2 separate regions of the Mus musculus genome follow, and region 2 is linked to region 1. A link is a contact called in public Hi-C data. All regions are on one chromosome and are shown on one strand. Each heading gives the region's core, a stretch centred on a gene start, on an enhancer-like site or on the middle of the called end of the contact. The rest is flanking DNA. Distances are from core to core; before and after follow the strand shown. Region 1 has its middle 50 kb from the start of Stxbp5l. Region 2 overlaps Rabl3 (RAB, member RAS oncogene family-like 3).

What was found. Hi-C and Micro-C count contacts between places; a contact is called where the count stands out from the background.
Region 2: a Hi-C map of cortical neurons shows a contact between it and region 1, with 2.0 times the contacts expected there. The contact joins two enhancer-like sites. A contact is called at or near these places in 2 of 39 promoter capture datasets (embryonic stem cells and stem cell-derived epiblast-like cells), 6 of 484 Hi-C or Micro-C datasets (cerebral cortex, cortical neurons, embryonic stem cells and 1 more) and 1 of 9 other capture datasets (pancreatic islet).

What each region holds. Positions count from the first base shown.
Region 1 is chr16:37,431,629-37,437,831 of GRCm38.p6, forward strand. No RefSeq gene overlaps it. Among named protein-coding and RNA genes, the nearest start is that of Stxbp5l, 50 kb to the left of the region's middle. Within about 2 kb of position 2,018, at least 13 of the 459 cell types and tissues checked have an H3K27ac peak or open chromatin away from gene starts, as enhancers often do. A contact at or near this core is called in cortical neurons, where this site is marked.
Region 2 is chr16:37,563,023-37,569,563 of GRCm38.p6, forward strand. It overlaps Rabl3 (RAB, member RAS oncogene family-like 3), which reads left to right. Exons shown (of 8, transcript NM_001042499.1): 5 at 594-744; 6 at 4,298-4,369. Among named protein-coding and RNA genes, the nearest start is that of Hgd, 14 kb to the right of the region's middle. Within about 2 kb of position 3,074, at least 23 of the 459 cell types and tissues checked have an H3K27ac peak or open chromatin away from gene starts, as enhancers often do. A contact at or near this core is called in cortical neurons, where this site is marked.

The DNA.
Region 1 (6,203 bases), core at 768-3,267:
AGTGTGATTGTAGTTATAAAAGATTTGTCTTATTTCTTATTATGTGTATTGCAAGAGTCTGAGTGTGGGTATGGGTATGTAGACATAAGTCCAGGTACACGTGAGTGCAGGCACCCATGGAGGCCAGAAGAGGGCATTGGACCCCTTAGAGCTGGAGTCAATTATAGGCAACTGTGAATACTCTCAAATAGGTACTGGGAACCAAACCTGGGTCCTCTGCAAAAACAGTATATTCTTTATAAGCTCTTGTCCACTGAGTCATCTCTGCAGCTCTCATTCTTGTTTTTAATAGGACATTGCTACAGCTTTTCTTGAGTATTTTATATTCACAAAGAGCGTGCTATTTGTTCTCTAGCTTCTCCCAGTGCTCCTGATTCATCCTGTGTCATGGTTTCCCACACTTTCTTTGGCAGTAAAATCTTTTACCAAACAAAACTCTTACGATAGAAGACTCAGTCAACAACAGTGCTCACGTGGCAAACACAAACACAGGCAGAGAGCTTCAAAGAGTGACTATCAAGCTCTTTAATGCAGGGATTGTTCCCAAGGCTCTCCTTGTGGAGAGGGAAACCAATAAAGGAAGATGGGAATTCTTCAAGACTGAAAAGTTCACTGCTTCCTCTGAACATGAAGAAGCAAAAGGTGATGGGGGTTGGGGGTGGGCAGAATGGTTGCCAAAACCTAGAGGAGGAGAAGCTATAGCTGGAGTAGAGGGCTGCCAGATAAAAACTGCACTGTGGTAGATGTAAACAACCATTGTCAAACCACAGCCTCAAAAGGAAAGCGTCAGGGGAGCTTATGTTCTACTTCTTCCCCTTTTGCCTTCAGTGTCCGTGATACTTCTCTGGTTGGCTGGTCCCAGGGAAATACTAGAGGACAAGGAAACCCAGCTGATGGGATTTATCAGAAAACAGTCTCCTACGCAACATGGAGCAAGGCAAGGAAAAAAAAAAAAAAGAAAGAAAAGAAAACCAAAAAAAAAAAGAAGAAGAAGAAAGAAAAGAAAAAGAAAACAGGCCAACAAAGAGCATGCAGCACAAAACACAAGATTCATAGGACAGAGTTTCTCCTGCTGAATCAGGATGGAGAAGTTCAGAGCCAACACAATTCCTCTCTCTATACTTACGCATTCTGGCCACAGAATTTCTGGGGCACCTTTGTTAGATTCTGGTTTAATCCTTACATTATGAATCCCTCAGTCACCACCACCAAGAGTCTCATAAAAATATAATGTGTTTATATGCTCTGAACCACTGAACCATCTCTCCAGCTCCCGTTTTGCTCTTTATAAGACACTGCTACAGTTTTTCTTGAGTATTTTACATTCTCAGAGTGTGATATTGTTCTCTCATATCTCCCGACACTCCTGATTCATCCAGTGTCATGATTTTCCAGATTTTATTTAGCAATAAAGTCTTAGGATAGAAGAGTCAGTCAGCCAGAGTGCTCATAGTGTTCTGTAAGCTCTGAATCTGGAGTTACCATACTGCAAGGTGACGAGCAACAGGTAGGACCCTATGTGTGTAATCACACAGATGTCTATTTGCATATCATATGTGGGCTTATTAAAGATATTTTCCCCCACCCAGAGGCCTTGAATTTATTAAGTGGAACCTTCCCCCAAAACAAATCATGATTTTCATATATACATTGAATTTTAGAAAGGATTTTATACCCTAACATATTAAAATATGTATTTCCTGACAAAAATAAACAAGGAGATAGATGAGAAGAGAGGATTAAAAAAACAAAACAAGATAGTGGTTTAAAAGCCTTAGAAGAAAACCAAACTTATTACTAACCAGAAAAGAGACCACTGAGAGCCTACTGATAACAAAATGCAAACCCTAAAGCTGTCACTGGCGACCAGAAGTAATGTCCTCCAAATATGTTCTGAAGCACAGTCTGACTTCCTTCACAGAGGCTGCCTGCAGGTCTGTCAGCCATTGGGCAGAGTGGTTTGCACACCCTCTGCTGCTATGCAGAGAAGTCGGAGGAGGGAAGCCAAAACTGAGACAGGGATGGGCAGGGATGGAGAGGTGCCAGCACACGGGAGCCAGCCTGTCAGATATTCTGTCACAAGAGCTGCTGCTTAGAACTCCTGGTTCACTGGAAGAAGGGAATTGGGAAGGGTTGATGGTATGGGGGTATGGGAGAAGATGTTGCTTTTAATCTCAGCAGCCAGAGGGGTCTTCACAAGGAGCAAAAATAAGCTAAACAGAAGAGAAAAGACACAGCTGTTCTTTGCTTTCATAGCTCTCCAGATTTCTTATTTTGTCATATGTTGGTGTGGCTGCACAGTCAAAGAAGCATGGATTTCCTTCATGCCAGACACAGTGAGATACAGTCAGGGTATACTAACCCCAGTGGCCCCCTGCACACTCCAACCCTGGCCCTGTGCCCACCTTCACTGCATGTCTCTCTTCTAGACTGCCAACACTTGGATCAATATAAAGCCCTTGTCACACATAAGGTAGAATACAAACCATTTTACGTATATTATCATGTTTAATTCTCAAAGCAAAAAGTATGAGGGGTATTGTTATTGCCACACGGCTCTTCTGATGGGAAAATTAAGAATTAGAAAGGTCAAGAAGCTCTGTGGGAAAATAGTAAGCTGCAATTCGGGCCTTAGGAAGTTCCCTTCAGTAACCAAGTTTGAACACAAGGCCATCTTATCTTGACTGTGTATAGCCAGTATCTCACCTTACTGCTTTGCTTCCTCAGAGACACGGGGATGATTTTTTTTCTTTTTTTTTTTTTTTTTTTTTTTTTTTTGTCATTTACTGGTCATTTAGCCTTTGATTTCCAATTATTTTCTATCAAAGGTGTTTGGCTTTTGTCCTAATGAAGGCTACTCAGAAGCCACCCCGTGGGGTGGCCAGACCTGGTCCACGAAGTAAGGCACACAAGTGGGCCTCTCCTCTATAACCTGAGGCTGCCTCAACTTATAAATGCATTTTCATGTATCTTAATTTTTACAATGGGGTCCCGTTATACAGCCCTCAGACTTGCGATCCTTCTGCCATGGGATTATAGATAGGTATGTTTCCTCACATCAACAGCCCGTTTTCACACCTTACAGTGAACACAGAGCCCTACTTAGAAATGTAGTTCCAGAAAACATAGAGCTCTCCAACACTAAGCAGTCCCTTTAGAAGGAGCTGGACCGTTATCCTGAATCCACGGGTGCATCCACAGAAGCCGATGCTCAAAGCAAAGCTGAGTGAGAGTGAAGAGGAGAATAAGTCACACTTCCAACCACATTGCTTGGAATTTTCAGAGAACTAAGAATGATTGAAATGCTCACACATAGAAATTTGATTACAGGGGCTGGCGAGATGGCTCAGCAGGTAAGAGCACCGACTGCTCTTCTGAAGGTCCTGAGTTCAATTCCCAGCAACGACATGGTGGCTCACAACCACCCGCAACCACATGAAGGCTCACAACCATATGTACAGCTGCAGTGTACTCATATACATTAAATAAATAAATAAATCTTTAACAAATGAACAAACAAAAAGATAAATAAATTTTAAAAATAATTTAAAAAAAGAAATCTGATTACAATTCAGAAAGCTACTAAGATTTCCCTTATTTAGAAATCCGTGAGTTTAGAGTGTTTTTTGGGGGGAGGAGTAGTTATTGAGAATACTTAAAATAGCTGAAGAAAATGGAAAATAAAGACATTTATTTAAAGTCTCTCTTTTAAAATTAGACAATGTTCATTCTTTGTGTGCATATTTTACTATCGTGGGGGTAAATTTTAAACTGCTTGGTTCCTGTGTGTATCATGGAATTTGGTGCCTAGGTCCCATGTCCTTCTCTTCTTTTTTAAAAAACCGTATTTGTGTATGTGAGTATGCTGTAGCTGTCGTCAGACACACCAGAAGAGGGCATTAGCTTCCATTACAGATGGTTGTGAGCCACCATGTGGTTTCTGGGAATTGAACTAAGGACCTCTGGAAGAACAGTCAGAGCTCTTAACCACTGAGCCATCTCTCCATCCCCCATATCCTCTCCTTTCTTTCTTTTTCTAAGTAAGGCTGTAACCACTTTTTAATATGGATATATTCACATATATGCACTCAATCATACTTAAATGAAAATGTTACTTTCAGAAAATTCAAAGTAAACTTCACATGAATCATGGAGGCAGTTACGTTCCTGACTGTCTTTCTTTCTCTACTCAGACCTCTCTTTGTGGCACAGACTTTGTCCTCTGCTCTGAAAAAAAAAAAAAAAAGAGGCTGTACAGAATTACATGTATTTTAAAGGTTTATCAGTGTGGTTATTTGTGAGTTATGTTTTAAAGCTTAATCTCAACCTTGGGATTCCTTTGAGTCTTTGTATTAGGACAAAACTGTTTGTGGAGGTGGGAATGGTAAAATGGCTTAAGCAAGAGTGACTGTGGGAGCTGTCATGAGGACTTTGAACTCCTGCGCATCAAGAGGTCTCAAGCATCAAACAAATCAGAGGACCTGAGTTAAGGTCACTCTCAGTCTCCACCGTAAACATCATTCATCTACCCACGTTCTCAGTTTCTAGGTTTCTTGACAGGAGGGAGATGGAGGGAGGAAGGGAAGGAGACAGAGACAGAGACAGAAAGAGAAACACGCACAGAGTCAGAGAGAGACAGAGAGTCAGAGAGAGAGAGATACTAATTGGTTTGCCAGCCTAAACATCGGTTCTCTTTAAGTCACATGACCACCTCTGTGGTCACTGTACCCAAGCAATATGGGAGCCAGTTATTTGCTACCAAAAAGTTACCAGAGATATATTGAAGATTGTTCTAATAGATTGTTTAGTCATGCATGTGTATGTGACTGGGGTTAAATGTGGGTAAAGAGGAAAATTACAAATATTAATTTATAACCTATGAATTTAGGAAAATCTAAAATGGATGGAAAACGCCCAGTACGTTTATTTAAGGTTTTTAACATTATACATTTGCATGCACATGTGGAGGTTAGAGACAACTATGAGGAGTCAGTTCTCACCTTAGTCAGTTCTACCATCTTAAAACTGGGTCTCCTTGTTTCCTGCTGCGGTGCACAGTACTTCAGGTTAGCTGACCCAAGAGCTTCTTTCTGAGCCTCCCCCCCCCCCCCCCGCCCCCAGAGATCTTCAGCCAATGTTGGTCCATGAGAGCAAATAGAGCAGAGATGATTGATAGGGGTGGGGGTTCGGAACCCCTGTGAGTACCCACAGTAATAACATCCAGGGTGGGCAGAGGTCACTAGCGGAAAGTTAAGGTACTGATACGCCTCATTAGCATGAGAAGAAACATCAGGAATCCTAGGTGCTGAACAGGTTCCTATCAGGAGAAAGGAAGCCTAACCTGTAATCTTTACCAAGGCTACCTGACAGTCCACAGGTAGAGGTGTGTTGGGGTTTTAAACTCCCCCGACAAAATCAGAGAAGGAGAAGCCCTGCTGGTAAAGGGAGTCAGCCATTTTGCAATGAACCCAGAAGGCTATCCAGACAATGGTAGGCTTCAACCTTAATTGGAGGGCAACACCAACTAATTCCCTTGCCTCTGCCTCGAATATCCATGGAGAAGTGCTGGGATACAGGCGCACCTAGGATTTTACATGGATATGACTGATCAAAACTAGTTCATCAAGCTGGTGTGGCTAATATATTTTCCCAGCCTAGTTAAAGTTTGGGGGGGGGGATTGTTTTTTTTTTTTGTTTTGCCTCTTATTGTTTGTCAAAACAAACAAAAATTTTAAATTATTTTTAGCATTATATGAGTGGTTTTTTTGTTTTGTTTTGTTTACCTGCATGTATGTCTGTGTACTGTGTGTGCCTGTTGCCCTCAGAGGCCAGAACAGGGCATAAGCTCTCTCGGAACTGGAGTTATGGATGGTTGAATTGTGTGAGGATGCTGGGGATCAAGCCCAGGTCCTTTGTAAGAGCAGCCAGGGCTTTTAATCACTGAGCTATATTTTTATGTTAAAGTGTAATCAAATACTATGCATTATATTATCTGTTACTTACTTGGCCCCTAAAATGTGCCAAGACCCAGAGATTTAGGTCATGTAAAATAATAATACACAAGAGCATATGACTTAACAGTTGATCATGTCCTAAGGGTTTACTGTTGTGTTAGGGAGCTAAGGCTGTCATAACAAAGTTCCATAATGGCAGGATGAGTTAAACAAACAGAAATCACTTTGTTTTTTTTACATCTGGAAGCT
Region 2 (6,541 bases), core at 1,824-4,323, 130 kb after region 1:
TGGTACTGGTCGTCTTGCCTTTTAGAATCATGCTTTTAACATTTCAGCAGTTTTCCTCCGCTTCCATCCAAGCTGTGTCTCACTCAGGCGCCGCTTCCCCAGCTCTTTTCACTCTGAAAAGGTTTTTTTAATTACTCATAGCCAGGAATACATATGCAAGCTGGAGGATTTGTGCATGAAGTGCCTGCATTCCTTGCTAGGCTCCTGGGTTTTCCACACACTGAGCTTTAAATCTACTTCCTTCTTTCACACTGAAAATTTTTGAAGCTGTTACCTACTGAAGACACTGCATTATGGACACTTGAGTCACATGATCATGGTGTACTTGGTAGGCCCTCAGCCATCCTAGTTATCTGCTATAAAGAGACACAGAAACAGACTTTGAATAATAAGATGAAGAGTTGGAATTCAATAGATGATGGGCTGATCATGAAGATACATTAAAGATAGCAGGAGAAAAAAGATTTATAGGTGACGATGAGCAGCAATAAGTTAATTATCACTAAAGTTGTGTAAGCACCTTGCATTTAAAGAATACACATCTACGTTGGGAAGGTAAATTCTATTCTCCTCTTCATGGTTATTTACCACAGGGATTATGACCGAGAACAGTTTGCTGATAACCAAATCCCACTGTTGGTAATAGGGACTAAACTGGACCAGATTCATGAAACCAAGCGCCATGAAGTTTTAATCAGGACTGCTTTCCTGGCTGAGGACTTCAATGCTGAAGAGATTAATTTGGTATGTACTTTCACCAATGTGTGTCTAGGTTATATTCTAGGCAAAGCAGCTTTATACTCAAATCCGCAGCTCACCAATCCAGAACAAATCAGAGTCAGCCTGTCTAGACTATCACATGAAGGTCTCTTTCACTTTGAACTTGTACACTGGGCTGTTGGAATCCTCAAGCTATATTCTGCGAATAGTACAAATCATAGCCTCTTTTTTGAAAAAACTTAAAAAGCATACCAAACTCAAAATAATCCTATCAATTAAGGCATACATTGGTTATTGTTGTTTTTGGAAGAAAAAAAAAAAGCTCTTAATCCCAGCACTCAGGAGGCAGAGGCAGATGGATCTCTGAGTGAGTTCCAGGAGACAGAGAAAGCCTGTCTCAGAAAACCAAAATAAAATAAAATAAGTAAAATGAAAGAAAAAAACCTCTTAACTGCTTACCACAACTGCTTAATTTGAAGGGCACACAAGCAGATGTATGAGGAAGTTGCACACTGTAAACCAGGAATGTGTCATAAGGACTGATGTATATAAAGTCTTACATATAGAAACTCTGTGATAGCTAGCTTAATTAGAACAGAATGCTAACGAGCTAGGAAACAACGCATATAAACCAATTCCCACTCCCCAGAACAAGACCTCGCCCGCAGCCTCGGAGGTGGAGATGAGTTATCGATGCTCATAAGCAGGATTGCCACGCTGTCAGTACACTGTTGTTCAGGTGTGCAGTGCTGACTGAGCCAGTGGCCAGCACTTGGAGGGCAGCTGTTCTCCAGATGCAGTTGTAAGGTTTACAGGTATCACATCACACGTAATGTAGGTACTTCTAGCTCCATTTTAAAGATGAAGTCAAATAAGGCGCTCCGACTATACAACTTAAGTCCCTTTCCCACTTGATTACCCTTCAACTAAGATTTAAAATGAAGGTGCTTTGAAATCATTTATATCAACAGTTACCCAAAGCTCACTGCATAGTTATATTACCAACAGCACCTATGAATGTTTATAATGACTGCTCTTCAAGTCAGAGCTTTGTGCTCAGAATGCTGGCAGGAGCTCACTGTTAATGCTTTGTTTTGTAATGTGGTACTGAGCCTTACACATGAGAAACACTTTACCACTGAGCTGGAGCCTCCGCCAGATCATTCAAGTGAGTCTGATACCTTTTGCTCAGTGAATTAACATCTGTAAACATTGCCTCTACCTGTCTGGTTCAGTCTCTGCCTGCCCTCCATTGTTTCTTATATTTTATTGTACAGTGGAATGTGCCCCCTGTTTGCATTTACCACCATGGAATGGTCAATGTAAATACCCCGGTAGTCAGTGTTGGATCCTAGTGCTCAAGTGGCTCCCTACCATATAGATTATAAAAGTGTGCTATCTCTGTAGATTAGTGCTGCAGTGACTTTATTTGCACATTATTTGCCATTAAATATGCATGTTTAGTTCCAGTAGTAACTTGAATATGTTTCTGAATGTATCTTTGTCTAGTGCCTACTGGTGTCTCTGACAACCAGCTAGACACATTATTTGTCCTTATCTTACAGAGGCTAGGCCGGCTTCAGCTGTTAGCAAAACCAAAAGATAAGCAGTAGGACAGTCTCCCAAGGACTTACATATGACATGTCTTTAGTTTGTCAGTGTGTCCTTTCACAACACAACAGAAACAATACTAGAAGTGGCTAATGAGGATACAAAAAATTAAAGTGCAGGAAGGCAGATGAATATGAGAATTGAAAATAGAGTCAGACAAGCAAACGTAGAACCTCAAACTGAGACTAATATGGTGGTAGCATTAGTGCTAGCTCACCATTACGCCTACAAAGAAGCCTGAATCCAACACACATGTATCAAGAGTGGAGTCAGGATTTCTCTATGCCTTTGTAAATGCAAATTATTTAACTAAAAGTAGGCACTAGGGTTATTACGTATATAGTCTATTTTCTCATGTGTGTTTATTTAGTTTCTGGTCGTTTTCCACATTCACACAAGCTGTTTAGAGCTTCTGATTTTCAGGCTCTCCCTCAGCCATGATCAATGGCAGATGGCTTTTTCAGCTCCAAAATTTTCATCCTAAAAAGGATGTAGTTTCAGATTTCCTGCTCAACCTAAATTGTGGAGCCCAGTAGTTAATTTTATGGGGGAGATGGCAACTTGTTTGATTGCCATTTGATTTAGGGTTTTTTTTTATTTAGTAATTTTAACTCTTACTTAGAGTCGTCATTAAATGTTCTGATGAGGTAATCAATAACCATTTCGCAAAACCATCTAATGCAGGTCTAAGGTTGATTTCTCATCTGTCCCAACTGGTACAGAAATGTGTTCAAACATTATTGCAAATTCAGCAGTGTGTACACGGTGAGATACCCGGGTAGTTAATCCACACATGGGATTATCTGTATTAAATTAAATGTTTCTGTGCTTGAAAATTCAGTCTGATAGCATTTGTAACAATGAGAAAGAGAACTGATGCCCCAGTGCCTGCTGTGTGACAGGCGTGCAGTACCTCTTTGCATTTCACAAAACTCTGAATAGAATCATCTCCGTTTCACAAATGAGTAAGCCCAACTTTAGAGCCATAATGACTTAAGCAGGGTACACAATCTGGAAACGTTGGCACAGATACTTGAAGACAGAGATTACTGGCCTCCAAGATGCTGATTCCCCTAGTATTTTATGATCTTTGGAAACTATTGTAATTATAAGCAGTTAGCCCCCTTTCCTACCTCCCCACTCCTGGCGGGGGGGGGGGGCGGGGGGGGTGAGAACTGTTATAGTTGCTGCCATTGTTTAAAGGGCAATCCTTGAAATGCTGTGTTGACATTGCTACTAAATGGATTAGAAGGAAATATGTGGGCCTGGCTGTTACAGCAAGAATCATTTCAGAAACTGCTCAAGAGGCACGGAGGGCCCACAGATGCTTGCAAGACACTTATCTTTATGAAGGAGTCTGAATGATACCTGTACAATTTGGTCTTGGTGGCATTTGAGGTAAAGATCAAAGCTGACTCGCTGTTATTTACAAGGTGTTGTGATGACTTAGTGTCCCAGGCTGTGCAGCCTCCTCTGAGCTCTGTGCTTCCTACGTAAAGAATCTTCCTAGATAATATATCTATTATTATCAGAACCAGTATGCCTTTTGTTATATGAAGAAAGGGAGAAATTCCTTACAACTGTTTGTTCTTTGGCTAAATCTTATTTTCATGTTTCCAACTATTATACAGACTGCATAGTTCTTAACTCGTTAAACACTTAGTCCCTGGTCTGCAGTACGTGTTTACATAAATCCTGTTGATGTGATTTTGTTAACATATGCAGGTCACCTGATCAGTCCCTTGGTTTTGTTAACAATATGCTAGTAATTAATGATGGGTGTGTGGAGTTAGTATCCTCCAATATTGCTCAGATGACAGGACTAAATGGCTGCACCTTCTTTGCCTTCCTGCTCACGTATCATAATCTGAGTATTGCTTTGTATTTTGTGAGCATTCCGATGACTTATACAGAATGGCACTGGAGCCTCACTCCTGGCTTTTCTCTGTGCGCCTTTGTCTTCCAGGATTGCACAAACCCACGGTCCTCAGCTGCAGGCTCCTCCAATGCTGTCAAGCTCAGTAGATTTTTTGATAAGGTAATGGCTTCAATTAAGTTATTTTTAAACTTAACATATGATAGCTTAAACTCTTTGTAGAATGCTGTGTCCTTTTGTTCCTTTGCCCAAAACTTCACAGCCTGAATACCTGTTTTGATCTCTCTTATCTGTTGGAATAATTGCTCAAGGCCTGCTGACGTACTTACTCCATCGCTAGCGCTCTCTAAGCAAAGAGTAAAGGCTATTGGATTGAGTGGGGGTTCTTAAAAAGATAGGAGTCTTCCTCAAAACAGTTTATAGTCAGCTGTTGTTTAGTGCTTTGTGTAATTACGTCTCTCCAGAGGCACCGAACAGAGGTTAAAGCCCTTTATTCTCTCAGCTATGAATATTTTCCATGTAAATGTCGCTATTACTTTGTAAAGCTAAGCTGTCTCCTGGAGTCTGTTGTTTCCCTGTGAGGAACATCTGCACCCTCCTGACACTGAGCTGGAGCCCTGCTCATCTGCATCTCCAGGCTATGCAGCTGCCTTACCTCCTGCCCATTTCGCATAGCAGCGCAATATAGGACTTTGTTCTGCATGAATTACTGAAAAAAATCATCTCTATGTTAGGTCTAGTCAATGCTGGAAAAATTGCTCAATGGTTAAGAGCAGTTGCTACTCCTTCAAAGGACTCAGATTTAGGTCTCCAAACCCACAGAGAGCTGCTCACAACCACCTGTGACTCTAGCACCAGCGATCCACTACCCTCTTCTGGCCTCTGTGGTGCACATGCAAGCAAGCAGGTACACACACTGCACATATACATATAAATAAACATAAAATAAATAAAGTTTTAAAATTACAGATGTTCCTTATGGAATATATATATATCCAGTAGGGGACTGTGGTTCTCAGAGGCCTACCGTCTAGCTAGGGCCTGGGAAAGTGACAGTCTCTGTTCTCCCTTGCTAGGCTGCACAGATATTAGCCTTTTCTTGGGAAGTGGTACAAGGAACTATATATTCTCTCCATATTGTTTTCAAATCTAAAATGTTGCAGCATCTGCTTGGTTTAGATCCGTGTCCCCATCTAATACAAAACCCTGTCCCTTAAAACAGCATCCTATAGATCTGGGTTTGATCTGGAAAGGCCACATAGTATACGTTTATGTGTTTTAAGTGTTTTTAAAGCTAAGAGCTCTTAAGTCACATCCTAGAGAAACAATGGATTTTAGACTAGCATAGCCTAAGTTATCAGCAAAGCTTCATTCATAAATAGATAGATAGATAGATAGATAGATAGATAGATAGATAGATAGATAGATAGGTTGGTTTTAAGAAAGGAGTAATATGCATAAGAGAGGACTTCGTGAGTTGGGGGTGAACAACTCTCAGCAAAAGAGTAAGCTAGCTTTGTTGTCTAAGTCTCAGTAAAGAATGCATCAGCAAAACGATTGGCTGGTCTTACACAACGTGTACTGAATATGAAAGCAAAATACATGGCAATACAGGTCTGCCCCATTTTCTGTAGAGAAAACCTTTCAGAATGCCAAGGCTGCGTCGACTAGAGGTGGGCTGGGTCCTCCAGATTTTCTTAGCTGGTGATAAGTCTATGCCTGCGTGATAAGGTGACTCTGTCCTGCTGAGAACGAGGAAAGGCATCAGTCCTTTGGGGGCTTCAGGGACTCAGTGTTTCAAGGTGTATGCTAACCAGAAACCAGGTTTTCTACCTCAAAGGCCAATGAGTGCATCTTTGTCCTAGTCTCATATGACTTCAAATACTAACTCAGACACAGTCTCCAGGAGCGAAAACCAGAATAATTTCTCTTAGGCAATTGTGAGCAAGCTTCCCAGGCCTGAAAGGACAGGTTGTGCTCTGTGTCAGAAGGCTTCCCAGCTTCATCCCTCCAGATGCGACTGTCTTAGTCCATCTGCACCTCATCTGTAACTTACTTGATGTTTCCCTTGCAGCAGCACCTCTGCAACCAGTGCAGTGTCTACAGGGATAGACTGGAAATCCGTATTTTTTATACTCTCCTTCATCATCTGAAAGCATGGTCCTCAAACCCATTGTGTTAGGACGTGTGAGTTTCTTCACACGAGCTGTGATGTTTTATAAGATACATCCACTGCTTTAGCCTGTCTTCCCCCTGACAAATTCAGCAAGCCCTGAAAGGACTGCATAAGAATAGCAGCGAAGCCTGTGAGGGAAACCCGCTGACTGCTTGATG